Linked DNA regions of Anas platyrhynchos: region 2 is linked to region 1. Evidence: chromatin contacts called from public Hi-C data. All regions are on one chromosome and are shown on one strand. Each heading gives the region's core, a stretch centred on a gene start, on an enhancer-like site or on the middle of the called end of the contact. The rest is flanking DNA. Distances are from core to core; before and after follow the strand shown. Region 1 overlaps LCP1 (lymphocyte cytosolic protein 1). Region 2 overlaps LRRC63 (leucine rich repeat containing 63).

Region 1 (7,531 bases), core at 2,563-5,062:
TCATATCACATGGTGGCTCAGATTAGCTCAGGGGACATCTAATACAGTCAGGTTGTGCTCATCCTCTATTCGTAATAAGAAGCTTTTGGCTAATAGGGGGTATTCATATTAATTCCCCAGTGAGTGTCTTTGGACGTGGTACTATTGAATTTCAGTCAATTTCTGTTACTGACTGCCATCTAGTTCTTCCTGTCTGATTTCCTGACTGTCCTTCGTATTAACTATGCCACCTAGTGCATAATATCATAATTTTTTTTGCACATTGCTAGTATTTGTGCCGAAATAATTCTTTCTTTTTTTTTTTAAATAAAACATTTATTCAAAAATCCACCCATGATATACTCCACCAGAATCCTTCTTCCATTGTACTTCTCTCAGTGTTAACATTCTTTTCTTCATAAAAAACAGTGTCTACTTTATAATGCTTCTATTATCCCCTTCTGGTTTGGTTTAATCCTGTGGCACCCTATATGAAATTATCTGTGGAACTCTAGATATATTAGATCTCCACTGTTTTTTTATGTAGCAAATCCCCATTTTGTTCACGGTGGTATGACATACTGTTCCTTTCTAAACCAGTGGCACATTTCATAATGCTAACAGTGAACTTCCACATTTTTAGTTTCTTTTCAAAACTTTTTGTAAAGCCCTTCATGCTCTAGAGTAACAGCTGAATATCCTGCAGTTGCAAGGGTCAGTTTTTTCCTCCTGCTTCTTCCTCCTTTTATAAGCATAACTATTACACTAATTTTCCTATAGAAATGGGATGTCTTCTCCAGTTTGACAGATGTGACATCACTTGCTAATGAGCCTGTGCAGTCATGTGCAAGTTCTTCAGGATTCCTGTGTGGATCCAGTTTCCGTGTGAAGGTCCTGCAGACTTGTTTCACCTAAATTGCAGAAAATCCATGTTCTTTTTTTTTTTTTTTTTTTTTATGCCCATCTTGCTCCTGTGCTCCATATCATCACCTTTTAATTAGAATCTGAGGCAAGGAAATCAGGTAGTTTTTAGAGCGTACTGAAACTGTCTTGCATTTATACATGACTGACTCCTAGATCCACGACTAACATCCTTGTCCCCTTTTTTAATTTATTTATTGATGAGATCCTTTTGTTGTTTGTATCCTCTGTCATGCAACTTTACCTTGAATTTTGGCAATTCTTTTTGTTGCTCAGTTAGAAACTAGGTAGCAAAATAGGTGAGAAAGAAAATAATTATACATTCTCCTCTACAAGTACTCACAACATCAGTATCAAAAATATCAGATCTAATGGTAGCCTTATTCTGCCTCAGCCTCTCTTGTACAGGTGGGTATTGCTACTACCTGTTGGCGTCTGCAAGACCAGGATCCGTGACTTGCAGAATAATTTAGTTGGAAAGGATTGCTGGAGGTGATCTAGTCCACTCCCTGTTCAAAGCATGGCCACCTCAGATCAGGTTGGTTGCTCAGGGCTGGGCTCAGTTGAGCTTTGAGTGCCTCCAGGGATGGCAATTCCACAGCCTCTCTGAGGAACCTGCTCCAGTCTTTGACCAACCATTTGGCAATTTTTATTTTTTTTCATTTTTTTAGGAATACAGTGAAAAAGCAAATATGGCAGTACGTGGCCTTTATTTATTCATTTTTTCTTCTGTCTCTGCTTAGCCTTGATTGCTCTTCTGAGAGAAGGAGAGAGCCTGGAGGATCTGATGAAATTGTCTCCAGAGGAACTGCTGCTGAGATGGGCGAACTATCACCTGGAGAATGCAGGATGTAACAAGGTCAACAACTTCAGCTCAGACATCAAGGTATAAAGAATACTTACCAATGTTAGCAGAACAGCAGCTCCACACCCAAATCCATGTCCCTCAAACAAAGGTCATGTACTTGCTGAATGTCCCTAAATTCTTCTAGATCTGTCTTTAATTTGGCTGAACCTTACCCAGACATGTAACTAGGTACGGGGGAAGAGGATGGAGCTCTTCCAATTCCTCCATTTGGTGTTTCCTTCAGTACAGCACAAGAAGTCATTTACTATGACTTAAATGACATACAGAAAAAGCATCAGGGAAGACAACTGGAGAGTCTGAAAGTCACACTCAACATTACAATTTTTATTGTAACAGATTTTTGGTTCGCTGTGTGGAGTTTACTGCAGGATATCCATGGAAAGGGGTGGAGTGGGGTCTTTCCCATCTTTGCATAGGCTGGCTGAGAGGACTGTAATGTAACTGATTAAATCCTATCTAGGATAAATGGTATTTCTCATACAAGAAGGAATACAAACAAAAAATAAATAAAAAGAACAGCTCATCTACTTAATATTTTTGAAGAGTATTTGTTGGTTTAGGTAGTCAAGTCCCCAGACACTAACATGCAGCTTTGTTTTCAGTTCTTTTTTGAATTATTTCTGAAGTGATATTAATATTTTCCACACATGGAAATAACTTTCACAAAAATTTAAAGACACGACATGTTAAATCCTTGTCTTGTTCCTGCCCTTTTGCCTGAAAAAAAATGCTGATACTGTTGTTGTTTTCAACTTTTGTCCCTGAAATTTGTGTTCTCTTCTATAAGTGTTCCAGCATTTCTTTGAAATCTGCTTTAAACCTCTGCTTTCTCCTTCTGCATTTTCTTTTCTTAAATGCTCAGCAGCCTGACTTCTACAACATTATAAAGGTATACTTTTTTTTTTAAATCTCTAATATCGTGTTCATATTGAGTCAATTCTAACATCTCTTTGTTGTTGCTGTCCTTCTTGTAATTGCAACGCAGCATTTTGTCTCATGCTTTGAGCTTTCTGTAGCATGTACGTATTGGCTTAGGGAAGAGGTAGATCCAGCAAACACAGCATAGAGTGGGGATTGTTAAGTGCTTCCAACTTTAGTAATTTAATTATGTAGCCCAATGATTGATGTAATAAAAATGAAGCATGCATGCACATTGTTCAGGAGAGTGCTGGAATGCAAAATCTGGGCTTTAGATGTAATTTTTCTCCATTTAATTTCTCTGTCTGTCACAGGACTCAAGAGCTTATTACCATTTGCTGAACCAAGTTGCCCCCAAGGGAGATGAAGAAGGCATTCCAGCTATTACTATCGACATGTCAGGATTAAGGGTAAGATGAGATAAGTTTAGAGTAAATGCCTGTATTTTCTGTCTGTTACTTGCGTTGCTGGCCAGCACAGAGTTGCATGAGGGTACCACAGAAAGCAAACTCTTTTTAGTGTTGCAACATGATCTTATGTTTCAGAATTCAAAGCTGAAGAATTAAATAAAGTGTTTTGCCTTTCATTAGATATTTATAGAATCACAGAACAGTTTGGGTTGGGAGGAATCTTGAAGACCATCTTAGTCCAACCCTCCTGCCCTGGGCAGGGATAGTTTCTACCAGGCCAAATTGCTCAGAGTGCCATCCTACAGCCACTGAACCACACTGATAAACTACTAACATGTAGCAAGTATATTAAAATGCAATTATTTGGGAATTAATTCCCTTTTATGTGAGATACAAATAAAAAAGAACATGGTGAGATGGCTGGATTGTAGATAAAGCCCATCTGAAACACTGAGTTGATATTATTAAAGGTGGGAGAGGAAATTGTTATAAATTCAACAAGGACCTATTTTAGCAGCCCCACACCTAGCACCACACACAGGGAGCCAGAGTGGGTTGGTGTGTGCATGGTGCCAGGCTGTGGGCTGATGCTGATGTGGTTTCATCCTGATTTTTGTCTGGCACAGGAGAAGGATGACGTCCAACGTGCAGAGTGCATGCTGCAGCAGGCAGAGCGGCTGGGTTGCCGGCAGTTCGTCACGGCCACAGATGTCGTCCGGGGAAACCCAAAGCTAAACTTGGCATTCATCGCCAACTTGTTTAACAAATACCCTGCCCTGCATAAGCCAGAGAACCAGGACATTGACTGGAGCTCTATTGAAGGTAAGAAAAATTCAAGTAAAGGATGTTTCTGGCCATTCGTGCCACAGTATCCCCTGCTAACATGATATGTTAAAGATGAAAATGTTTGTGGGATGTCTGAACCTGCACTGACTATTGAGTGTGCTTCTTAGTTGAAATCACAGTTGATCTGGCATTCTCTTAATTTAGAACATAATTTAAGAATCTGATCTTACATGGACCCAATGCCTGCCTGGTCTGGTTTAGGGTCAGGACCACCATTGTGTGGGCCATTCACTGAGCTACGGGTCCTTCTGTTTGACCTGTGCTCTGGATCTCCCAGTGGCCTCGTCTTTTGGACGACTTCAGCTCTGAAGCAGGTGGTGATTCCTGACAAATGACCACTTGAAAATGCCTCTCTCGTCTCTCTTGCTTTACACCTTCTTAAAGATGCTGCTCAATGAAACCTTTCTATTTCTAATACTTATAATTTTCTGAGACAGGGTCTGTCGAGCCATCATGAAGCAAGGCAACAGAAAAAAAAATTCCTTTTATGGTACCATTTGAAGATTTTTTTTCATACACAAAGATAACTCACAAAAACCTGAATTGAAAACATCTAGATTGTTTCTGGGTCTAGTTGTCATTGAGCAGTAGTTGTTCTGATATTTTAGGAGAAGGCAGCCTACTCTTTGTATGTGATATTTCTAGTAAAATAGCTGTGCTGTTGATGACAGCATATATAAAAAAAGTCTGAAACAGTTCAAGTGGCAGTTAAGGCAGTTAAGACTGTTAATCTTTTGAGGGTCTGAGCTCTGTAGTGTGAGTCAGGAAAGTACTTAATCATGTACTGACAAATAAGAAAATACATGGTGTCCTTGGGGTCAATGGGACCAGTTTAATAACCAGTTGAGCATGTACTTGAAAGCTAAAATGAATGGAAGTGCTCTGTTCAGTCTAGCATTTATTCAGTGTAGATCGTGCTTACAAAGAGACCCACAGAATAAATCTGTGTTTTCAATTATTTTTAAGTTTCTCAAAAGCTTCATAACAAAACTATTCATGCTAGGGCACAGGCTATTCTTGAATTCTTGAAGGTATTTCAAGGCCAGTCTGCCTAAATACTATAATATTTGGGGCATGAAGAAATATTAAGTGCTGCACTGTGCTCTCTTATTTCTCTTGTCAGCCACCGTCTCGTTCTGTTTATGGTTCAGTGCACTGTAAATTCTGAGTTATGGTTTCATCACAAGACACTTATTTTACTGGAGTGTTGTGGTCTGCCATCCTGTTGATTGATATATCTGTTGTTTTAGGTGAGACAAGGGAAGAGAGGACATTCAGGAACTGGATGAACTCCCTGGGTGTTAATCCACGTGTAAATCACTTATACAGGTAAGGGGAGGCATTACACTTCCTTCAGACAATACATGCAGCCAGCAAATTGTTTACAGAAAACATATGAGAACTTTTGGTTGCTGTAAGAATATATATATATATATTATTTTTAATAGAAAAATAAATTTACCTCTACTAATGGTTGAATTCCTTTCTTCAGTTCTTTGGTCAATGATCTACCTTTTTTGTTGTTTTCAGTGACCTGTCAGATGCCTTGGTTATCTTCCAGCTCTATGAAAAGATCAAAGTGCCAGTAGACTGGAACAGAGTGAACAAACCACCATATCCTAAACTGGGTGGCAACATGAAGAAGGTACAAATAGCTGGAATAGCTCCAGTAGCAATGCCTTACCCTCAAAAGACGTCTACATAATTTCACGCAGTAATGTGGGCACTCATGTGTTGCTCTCAAGTCCCATCAAATGATTCTTTCTGTCTTGTCAGTGAATAATTCTTCACCCTGAAAATAAATGTATCTGACTCATTAACTTTGTTGACAGGTAAACAGTATGTGTGACATAAAAAGTCTTGACACCTTTTGTATCAATATTTAAAAACTCTATCTGCAGACCACTTTTGCTGAGGTTTTAGTCACCAACTGTAATGCATCTTCAGCATGAGTAATATGGCACCAGCTTAATTGCTGCTGTCTGGACCATTGCCCTCCACATGAAATGAGGACAGTGATAATCAGCATTCTTCACCGTGTGCCTCAGGAACTGATTGTGGAGTTGCTGCTACATACACAGATTTCTCCCAGCTCTCTGGTTGAGCAGCTCTGTACAGTTTGGGCAGGGTGACTAACTGGCCTGAAATATTGGCTGGGACACCGATCCTTTGTCTCAGTGCAATGCCATGTTACTGGAGGTACTTCTGAGCTGTAGATTCATATTTTCCAGGGTAATGTGTTTTATGAGCCCTGATGATGAAGTATAACATTTCCTTCTAGGCTGATTCTTATCTTAGTATCTTTGGGATGGTGCTGGCTGCTGGTAGTTGAACAGCTGTATTATCTATCAAAAAAGATAGACCTGTTTGCCCAGGAGGATCTGGGCTAAGTGATTGAAAGAATTTAAAGTAGCAGTGGATGTCTTGATAGCCACTTCTTTTTTTTTTTTTTCCTGTACTTTTGAACCATATTAACTGATCTTCTCGTTAACAGCTTGAAAACTGCAACTATGCAGTGGAACTGGGAAAAAATCAAGCCAAATTCTCCCTCGTTGGCATCGCTGGGCAAGATCTGAATGAAGGAAACCGTACACTCACACTGGCCTTAATCTGGCAGTTGATGAGAAGGTATGGTGATGAAAGACAAGTTTAGGAGTGTTTTGGTACACACAGTTGGCGTGGTAATGTTTTCTTGATGCGATTGATGAGAAGGCTTTACAGGCCACAGCTTTTTCTCTCACTTGTTTGCACACATATGCAGAGACAGAGTAACCAAGTTAGGGATGTGATCATGAAGTACATTATCTTATGGCCAAGAACATTACATTCAGCTCATGCAGAAGTTTATTATTGTCACTATCCATATAGTGTGAATAAATGTTCACTGCACAGAAGAGCGAAAAACAAGATGAAACATCTCTGTATCAGGGAGTGGGGAGGATATACTGGAAATTAAGAATTGATGCAGAAATTCTGTAATCTGCTACCTAGAGTGGATGCAGCTCGGTAGCTCTTCCCACTTTCATGTAATTCTTTGTGTGGATTATCAGGCATGTGATTAATCAATGGATGTGGTGATTACTTGCCATCAATTTGGTATGTCTTTCCAGAATATATGCTGTCATATAAGCAAAATATTCCAGGCCTGTGTTTATGCAGAAGGTCAGTCTTAGAAGGGTACAACAATTTCCTTCTGCCCATAAAGTCAGTGATTATTTTTTAAAGCAGTGTGTGAACGAGTCATTTACACTGAGATCTGCTGGATGGGACCTTCTAGGAATTTTGAGAAACACAACCTATTGACACTGCCAGAGCAATGCTTAGGGAACTGGGGGTGAATGAGACCCATTAGATGAATTAGCATGTTATAATATAATTCATTCTCTAAGTGTGGAAGTGGGAAGCTATTGGGTGTAAGAGGATTGTTGGGTTTGTCCAAGTCAGGCTATGCATGTACGAGGGTGGTTCTGAGGTAGACTGGTGGTTCTGGTGGTAGACTATGAGCTAAAGCAAGCATTCTGGCTTCTCTCGTAAGGTACACGCTGAATATCCTTGAAGATATTGGTGGTGGAGAAAAGGTCAACGATGA
Region 2 (7,727 bases), core at 4,243-6,742, 61 kb before region 1:
GAAACACCTTCACTTTGTACATGTAAGAGCCATATTTGACTGATCATGTGTTGCATATCTGCCTGACTGCAGCCTAAGTCTTCCACATTGCAAAACCAGGAGGTCATTAAAGAAAATCTAATCATTACAGGAGGTAAAGGGAGAGGTGAGGAAAAGATTTAGAAGAAGGACTGAGGTCTGGCTATAGCATTCACTTCAGTGGAGCATGGAAACAGCATGAAGCAGTAAAAAAGGGATCTTCACAGAAGATTTGCATTTCAGTGTGATAAAAATAAAAATGCAGGTTAGATTTGTATCAGTAAATTGAACTTGCCCAGGACTGCTTCTCTGGTACTGAAGGCAGTGCAAATTCACATACCCCATGGTTTTGTTCACCATGGGGTCGCTAACACCAGCATGCCAGTTGTGAGTGGCTTCTGGTTCCATGCTAACTCATCTGCATTTGGCAGCATGGGCCAGGATTGTGCCACATTTATTCTAACAATTTGCTGGTGCAGACATCAGTGTTGCAGTGCCCAGAACCACTCCTTAATTTATGTGTTATGGAAGTCCACCAAGCACAGGTCTCGGGCTCTTCCCTTCCACGTGGGTGCTTGGACTGCAGGCCAAGAGACATCTTCCCCTCACCTGTTCCTCTGGCTCCGTGACAGTGAGCAGGTTCCTTTGGTGGTCTGTGATGTCCTGATGTCTTGTGAAACAACCCCTGGTGCCAAAAGGGGCCTTGGTCACAAATTCCTCAGCATCTGTTCTGAGCAGTGAGTTGTTATGTGGAGGATGAGAGCTGCTGGGGGTTTGGAGTGATCACAGATAACAGCTGGAAAGGAGAAAGTCAAGGGCCTAGACTTTTAGGTTGTGATCAATACTGGTGTTTCTCATCAGCAAATGGGGACTGGGCTGAAATAATTCATTTTTGCTGTGTTTCCTATTTAGAAATTAATGGTTTAATTTAGAAGGAAATACCTGTGGCTGTCACTGGTTGGTGTAACTGCTCATCAGGAAAGCTTACAGCTTGGGAGCTGCTGCTTTCTCACTTTCCACAAAATGATGGTGTCCCCCTAAATGTGTTTTTCCCCCACCAAATTCCTGAAGGTTTGTTTATTCTGACTTTTTGAGTATGTCTCAAGGAAAAAAAAAATGTTTTCCTCCTTCCATGCAGATTTCCCCTCAGTGTATATCATTTAATGTTCAGGGACTTGCAATCAAACCAAACCCAACCAATGCCAACCTAGTAACAGCTGCTCTAAGGGCAGAGCTGGCCAGTTTGGGGAATGTTGGGCTAAATGAATTCCCTAAACATGCTAGATATACCAGGGAAGAACTAACAAAGCACTGTCTGCCTGAAATAAACAGCTGAGTTACGCAGAAGAATCAGCAAGTAGCCAAGGAAAGTGCCCAACTCTTTTTGGTGAGCAAGAACCCAACTTTGTATAAGGTTTGTGGACTAAAGGGTGAGTATGTATGAAAATACCTTGGGGTACCTTTGTAGGTGAGATGTAGAGAGATGATCTCAGGGTATGATTAGAACATCACACGGGGCGATCTGACGCAGGGAAGCAGCAGCAGTCAGACACCAAACTGTCCAGCTACAGGGGCTACATCCATGGCAGAGATCTGTGGTGACAGCGCTCGTTCCTTGGGCCTAGGGCGGGCGCCCACCTCCCCGTACATTGCACAGGGACAGACACCAACAGCCTGGATCCAATAAAAGGTTTTGAAATCGTAATTAAGGAGAAACTGAGTCAAAAATGGCAGTCTTACAGAGATGTAAATTCCCAAGGTCCTTCACAGTAAAAATTTCCCATTGCCTAGAGGTCACCTCCTCTTCCTCAGGCCCCAACTGTCCTAGGATGGGCAGCTCACTACCAGTTTCCTACTGGACTAGGATTTGGAAAAGGGGAATTCAGCTTGAGTGATGGACTGATCCTTGCTGTAGCAGAACTCAGGGAATGTTTGTGGGGGCAAGTTTCAGCTAATAGCTAAAACGTGATCTTATTGAAGTGCCCAGCATTGTGCTGCTGATGTTGTGAACAGGGAAGCACCCAGAACTGTTTGGACAATGGCCATTTGTAGGACCTGAGCTGGACTGACAGCTTGTTTTTGACAGCTTGTTCTGTGCCATTTAGCTGAAATAATCTGAGTCGCCTCCCTTCTCCAAAGGGCAGAAGCAGTTCTTGGGTTTCCTTTCTCTATTTTTCAGTCAAGGCCTTTCCAGTCGCCCACAGAGGCAAACTTAAACCAAGAGGCAAACATCTAATGTTACCAGCCTCTCTTCTCCTAGGCCTGTTTTCTTCACTAGCAGGCCTTAAATTAAGCCCAGCTGAATTTCTTTGTCAGACGTGCTTCTCGTAATACAATATTTTGTGGAATGACTGGTTTCTGTATGTGAAAATGCTATTCCATAACGTAAGAGTGATACTGAGGATGATGTTAGCAAAGAAAAAGGAAGCAAATTCATCGTGGTGGTGTCAGCCAGAAGAAAAGAAAAGGCGCTGTAGAGTTAGTTGGACAGACGGGTCCTTGGCAAGGCCTGGAAGGGCCTGCTGCCCGATGAGACAGCACGAAAAAGCGTTCCCAGGAAGACATCAACATCAAGGTGCCTCCCAGGAGGAGGTGTTGTGGTCAGTTCAAAGCAAGCCAGCGCCTCTGAAGCAGCTGACAAACGCCGCTGTTGCACATCAAGGAGCACGGTGTGGGGAAGGAGAATTTATTTGCCTCACCTGCAACCGGGAGCTGTTTTACTGTGCTCTCATCTGAGTCCAACAGTTACTGTAAATCGAGTTCCCTCTCCCCAGTTTCTCAGAAAGTGAAACTAAATCAAGCCAGGAATGGTTTTACTGGCACAGGACGTGTTTTCAGGCCTCCGACACTTTTCATGGATGAGTCAAAAGAATGTGAGTAGTATTTTTGTGCTCAGACAGCACAGAGGATATATCCGCTCTTCTCCTATAAGGGAGGATTTCCTAATCTAACTGAGCCCCCAGTAACATCTGGTTTCAATAGCAGTGTTCCCCTTGTGGAAAAGCTCCTTGGCAGGATACGCTACCTAGCACAGTGCTGACAGTTCATTCCCATTTCAGCTGGGAATGAAATCCACGTGGTTCTACCTCATCCTACAAAAAGTGTGGGGGTCTGTGGCTGAAGCACAGCCCCGTGGTGGCTTGGAAGCGTAACAAAAGATGGAGAAGACACCGAAATGGGAAAACCTGAAGAGATGAGCGCTTTGAGAAACGTGTTAGTATCATTTTGCAGAGAGCAAAGGGAAGCAGAGTGGGGTTGCAGCAGCCTGGAGGAAGCTGCTGGTACAGCTGGAAGCGTACCGTGGGTCTGGCCAGCATCCTGAGCACAGGTGCATCTGTCTTCCTTAACTTCTGGAGACACAACAGTGATAGAGGGAAATGTTCTCAGGAAGGATGAAATGCACAGGGAAGGGTGAAGAAGCCCTCTCTATTCCTTATAGTGAAGAGAATTTTGTTTCTTTCACGTTTCATCAGTTTTAGTCAAAACGTTAACAGCTCCACTTGTCAGCCACCTCTCACAGAATATGCCCAATGTGGGGGATCCGAGTGCCCCAAACTCCCCTCTAAATGCCTTTAAAGTCACCTAGCTCTCTCCATGTTGCCTAGCACTGCGTTTGGGCTCCTTCAGTCAGCCCCAGTGGCCAGGCACAAGTTCTGTACCAGTGTTAGGGAGGCCAGGCCAGACCCCCTGACCCCAATCCCCAGGATCTCGGTATTTGGCAGGCTGATGGGAAAGCAGAAATAACTACCAGCCCATCCTACTTCAAAAGTTCCTATTTCAAAACTGTTTTCTGGCTGGCTAATGCGTGCACTTCCCATTTCACAAAGCAAATGTGCAGAACTGCTGCTCCAGCAGGTGCTGTATGGAGATGGCTGTGCCCTCTCCCAGTGGCTCCTGCAGCCCCAGTCACCTCCCAGTTGCTCCTTCCAAGAGATGGGGAGATCCACGACCAGCACATCTGCTGGCTCTGGCCTCTGAGCCTCTGGTGCTGGGTCCAGGGCACATCTCCATGAAGGTCTCATCCCAGCAGTGTGCTAAGTGCTCACCAGAGGAGAGCGATGAGTTTCCCTTTATGTTTTCCCAGCAATATTCACTGTTTGCCACTTAACTTCTGACTGACCACAGATATTGTACAAAACCCTCCAATAAACACCAAACTTGTGTCGATTCGGGACTTCACTCGTGAGTTCTGCTTGGGTTTGGGGAAGGAGGAACAAGAGAAAAGTTGCTGACGCCGAATCAGTCTCTGTGAAATAAGAAAGGATCCAGGGATTTCCTGCTTTTTGCAAAAGGTTGGGTGCTTTGTTCCCTCCCTGTTAAGGAGGGAATGAGGGGTTAATGGCTGCATTTGCACGGAGTGAGAGGAGTGAGAACGGAGACCCAGGGCCCTGCTGGGAATGGCTGGTGATGGTGCCAGGGTGCTCCTCAAGCGACAGCCTCACGTGGCAGATGTCCCACCATGTGGCGGTTTGTACACCAGGGCTGCAGGAAATTGTGAAATCTGTGCATAAGCTTCAGTTTCTAGCTGTGTGCTGTTTGTCAACTGCTCATACAAACCCCAGGAGGCCAGTCTGGTGTTCAGGGCCTGTACAAGATTGTATGTTGCCATGCCCAGCCCTGGGTTTCTCAGCCACAGGCAACCAGATGCTGAAAAATAACTCGTCACTTACATTTTGCACTCTGCATCACCCAAAGACTTTGCCCTGAGCCAAGATGAGGGGTAATAAAGGAATGAAGAGGAGTGTTTTTTACACATCTATGAGAAAAAGGGTCAGGGGCCAGAAGCTGGGCACAGGACAGACCGAGGACAGCAGGGATCTGTACCTGTGAGATCAGTCAGAGGAGGAAATGAGGAGCAGAAAGGAATGGAAAGCAACAACAGGAGCACGTCTGTTGAGAATTTTGTAAATGTGATGGGGCAACAGGACGGAGCAGTTAAGCACAGAGCGTTGCAGATTTTCCTGTTGTGAACTCCACTCCCTGGCACATGCACTTCTTTGCTGTGCTTGCCTAACGCACAGCTGTGGTGCTGTGGTGGCTTCCTGGGAGGAGGACTTGTTCCAGAAGGGACCAGATGACCACAGTGCCTGCTCCTGATGGGCAATACAGCCCTGAGTCTTGGCCCAGAAACCTCGCTGTATTTCACAGGTACAAAACGTAGCCACACGTTTTATCAAAAGATAAATAAGGCTTGAAGGCTTTCACATAGGGGATAAGAGTTTGAGTTGAATTGAAAGCTGTGTATTCATCTGCCAAGCAGCAGCTTTGCTTGGTTTGATCACAATTTTCATTTCACACTTGGATGGAAACTTCAGGAGGTAGCTGGCTCCCTGAGCCTTGTTCTGTTGGGCAAGCCAGCCTGCAAGTGAGTCAGGCAGTTTAACTCACAGTCGTGTCACAAACCCTTCACACTATGCCTGATGTGTAAAAAGCAAAGCAAGTTTCCCAAAACATTAAAACTTCACAGAAAACACCACTAGAGGGGGCTGGTTCTACATAAGCCAGCTCAGGTTTGTGCAGCCCTAATGGACATCAGTCTGTGCAAACACGCCTGTGTGGCGATAGCTACAAAAATTGCCAGACCTGCCCAAACCAGGGGAAAACCCAGCGTGCTAACCTCAGCATGTGGCATTGCTCCTTACTCCCACACCCCCAGACTCGCCTACCTCTATTCCCACATTCCCTGAAGTCTTAGGCAAGAGAAAGCAAAAAGCTGCTGGAAAGTTTACCGTGGATCTTCCTAAATCCTGGATTTGTGATGCTTTGAAATTGTTTTGAATAATCCGCTCTTCAGCACGCACAAATCCTCTGGACTACATTGGTCCCAGACAAGTTTAAAGAAAGATAAAAATCTTCCTTGTTTCTCTACCATGGAGTTTTCTTCCCGTTCCTCTCAAAATCAGGGGGTGGTTGCTCAGGTCACCTGCTCTGTGGTAGGCACTGCAGCTGCTGGGGGGCCTAAATCTATTTCCTACTCTGCATGCAAAGACCTAAAACTTAGCAAATGGCAGTCTTCATGCAAGTGGCATTTCCCTGTTTTTCGTGTTTGAATAATCTTTATTATCATTTGCATAAAGTCCTTCAGATCTCTCTTCACCATAATGCCCATGGGTTCTCTTAAAAACCTCTGAATTCCCTCTTTCGGTTCTCTTTCTGGAACATCCATTTCTGCTTTTGCATTTACATTTCTCTAACTTCTTTCCCAGAGCAGGCTGCTGCCTGACCCCATTCCTGGCAGCCCAGGGCTGGGCACTGAAAGGATATTCAACCAAATGAACTGCCTCCAGCAACAATCCTAGCACAGACAAAGTGCTTTGGGGTTTTCAGTGCAATTAGTTGAGCAAGTGGAGAAGGAATCACAGCGGTGCTTTCATTGCTTTCATCCTTCAGCTCCAAAAAAGCAGATTCCAGGTGCTTTGACCTGATGGAGTGAAGCCTACCTCCATCGTTGGTTTGTCCTTTGTCCACAGGTGCCTAAATTCTCCTTGCAGCTTGCCAAGGCACCCAACTGCACCTACCTACTCATACAGATCATCATTCTGCAGGAGCCACACAAAGACAACACCGAGTCCACCCAATGCTGAAGACAGAGCAGCAGGAGGTCCATGTATTGGGCCCTGCCATTGACCTTACAGATACCTTTTATCTGACCATTATTTTGGGATAAGTTCTGTAATCTAACCACGGGAGCAGAGGCGGTGGCCTGTCCGTGGGAGTACTTGTGCACAAACAAGGCCTGTGTCATCAGTTTTCCATTCTCCCCTATCTTTTCCTTCTCCTTCCCCTTGGGCTGCCTCCGGGTCCTAGTGGCCTTCATAAGGGATTTTTGTCATTTAACTAAAACTATTTTGTAGTTCAGGAACAAAATTATTCATTTTCAAAGCAATGACAAGTACAGTGATGTAAAATGGCTTACTGGTAGCAGCAGGGGAGAATCTCTACCTTGTTAGGTATCACTGGAGGAACATAAGGTCAGCATAAACCTTCATTGATTTTGCATAGGGCCGAGTCTGCCTTTCATTTCGTATCAATGAGTATGGAGATGAATTGAAACAGACCACTCAGAGCTGAAAGCACTTTAAGAAAGACATGCTGATGGTACACAGCAAGTGATCCAGCACTCCAGCAGAGTGCCAGGCTGTCCAACAGAATAACACAACATGAGATCAGACATTTCTGAACTATTTTGTCCCATTCATAGTTTCTCTGCTGTAATCCAGATCGCTTTTCGCAAAGTACCGTTGTCAAGCCCCGGTCTGAGACACAAAGTTTCTCAGGCACGATGATGAGCAAGCATAAAAGTAAAAGGGAAGCCTTCCGAATTTAAATACATTCCTGTAAATTTGGATGAGCCGAAGTCCTTCACCATAGCGAGGTCCACTGCAGCAGTCACAGACAGTAAAACTGCAATGGGAAGAAACTGGGTCAAAAACTTTGCATCATCCTTCTAAGACCATATTCACACGGACAGCAGTTCAACTTCCGCACTCACAAGCACAAATGAAAAATTATCTGGCCTCAGAACATCTGTGGCTCATCGCTGGATTCACGGGAAGGGAAGGGAAGGGAAGGGAAGGGAAGGGAAGGGAAGGGAAGGGAAGGGAAGGGAAGGGAAGGGAAGGGAAGGGAAGGGAAGGGAAGGGAAGGGAAGGGAAGGGAAGGGAAGGGAAGGGAAGGGAAGGGAAGGGAAGGGAAGGGAAGGGAAGGGA

Evidence for each region. Hi-C and Micro-C count contacts between places; a contact is called where the count stands out from the background.
Region 2: a Hi-C map of liver shows a contact between it and region 1, with 4 times the contacts expected there. The contact joins two enhancer-like sites. A contact is called at or near these places in 5 of 8 Hi-C or Micro-C datasets (F1 follicle, liver, skeletal muscle and 1 more).

The regions. Positions count from the first base shown.
Region 1 is chr1:177,442,747-177,450,277 of IASCAAS_PekinDuck_T2T, reverse strand. LCP1 (lymphocyte cytosolic protein 1) reads left to right here. Exons shown (of 16, transcript XM_038173425.2): 8 at 1,644-1,786; 9 at 3,001-3,096; 10 at 3,723-3,918; 11 at 5,193-5,271; 12 at 5,473-5,587; 13 at 6,437-6,570; 14 at 7,478-7,531. Among named protein-coding and RNA genes, the nearest start is that of CPB2, 16 kb to the right of the region's middle. Within about 2 kb of position 3,812, at least 1 of the 8 cell types and tissues checked has an H3K27ac peak or open chromatin away from gene starts, as enhancers often do.
Region 2 is chr1:177,504,781-177,512,507 of IASCAAS_PekinDuck_T2T, reverse strand. It overlaps LRRC63 (leucine rich repeat containing 63), which reads right to left. Exons shown (of 10, transcript XM_072032546.1): 10 at 4,774-7,422. The coding sequence ends at 7,263. Among named protein-coding and RNA genes, the nearest start is that of LRRC63, 24 kb to the right of the region's middle. Within about 2 kb of position 5,492, at least 1 of the 8 cell types and tissues checked has an H3K27ac peak or open chromatin away from gene starts, as enhancers often do.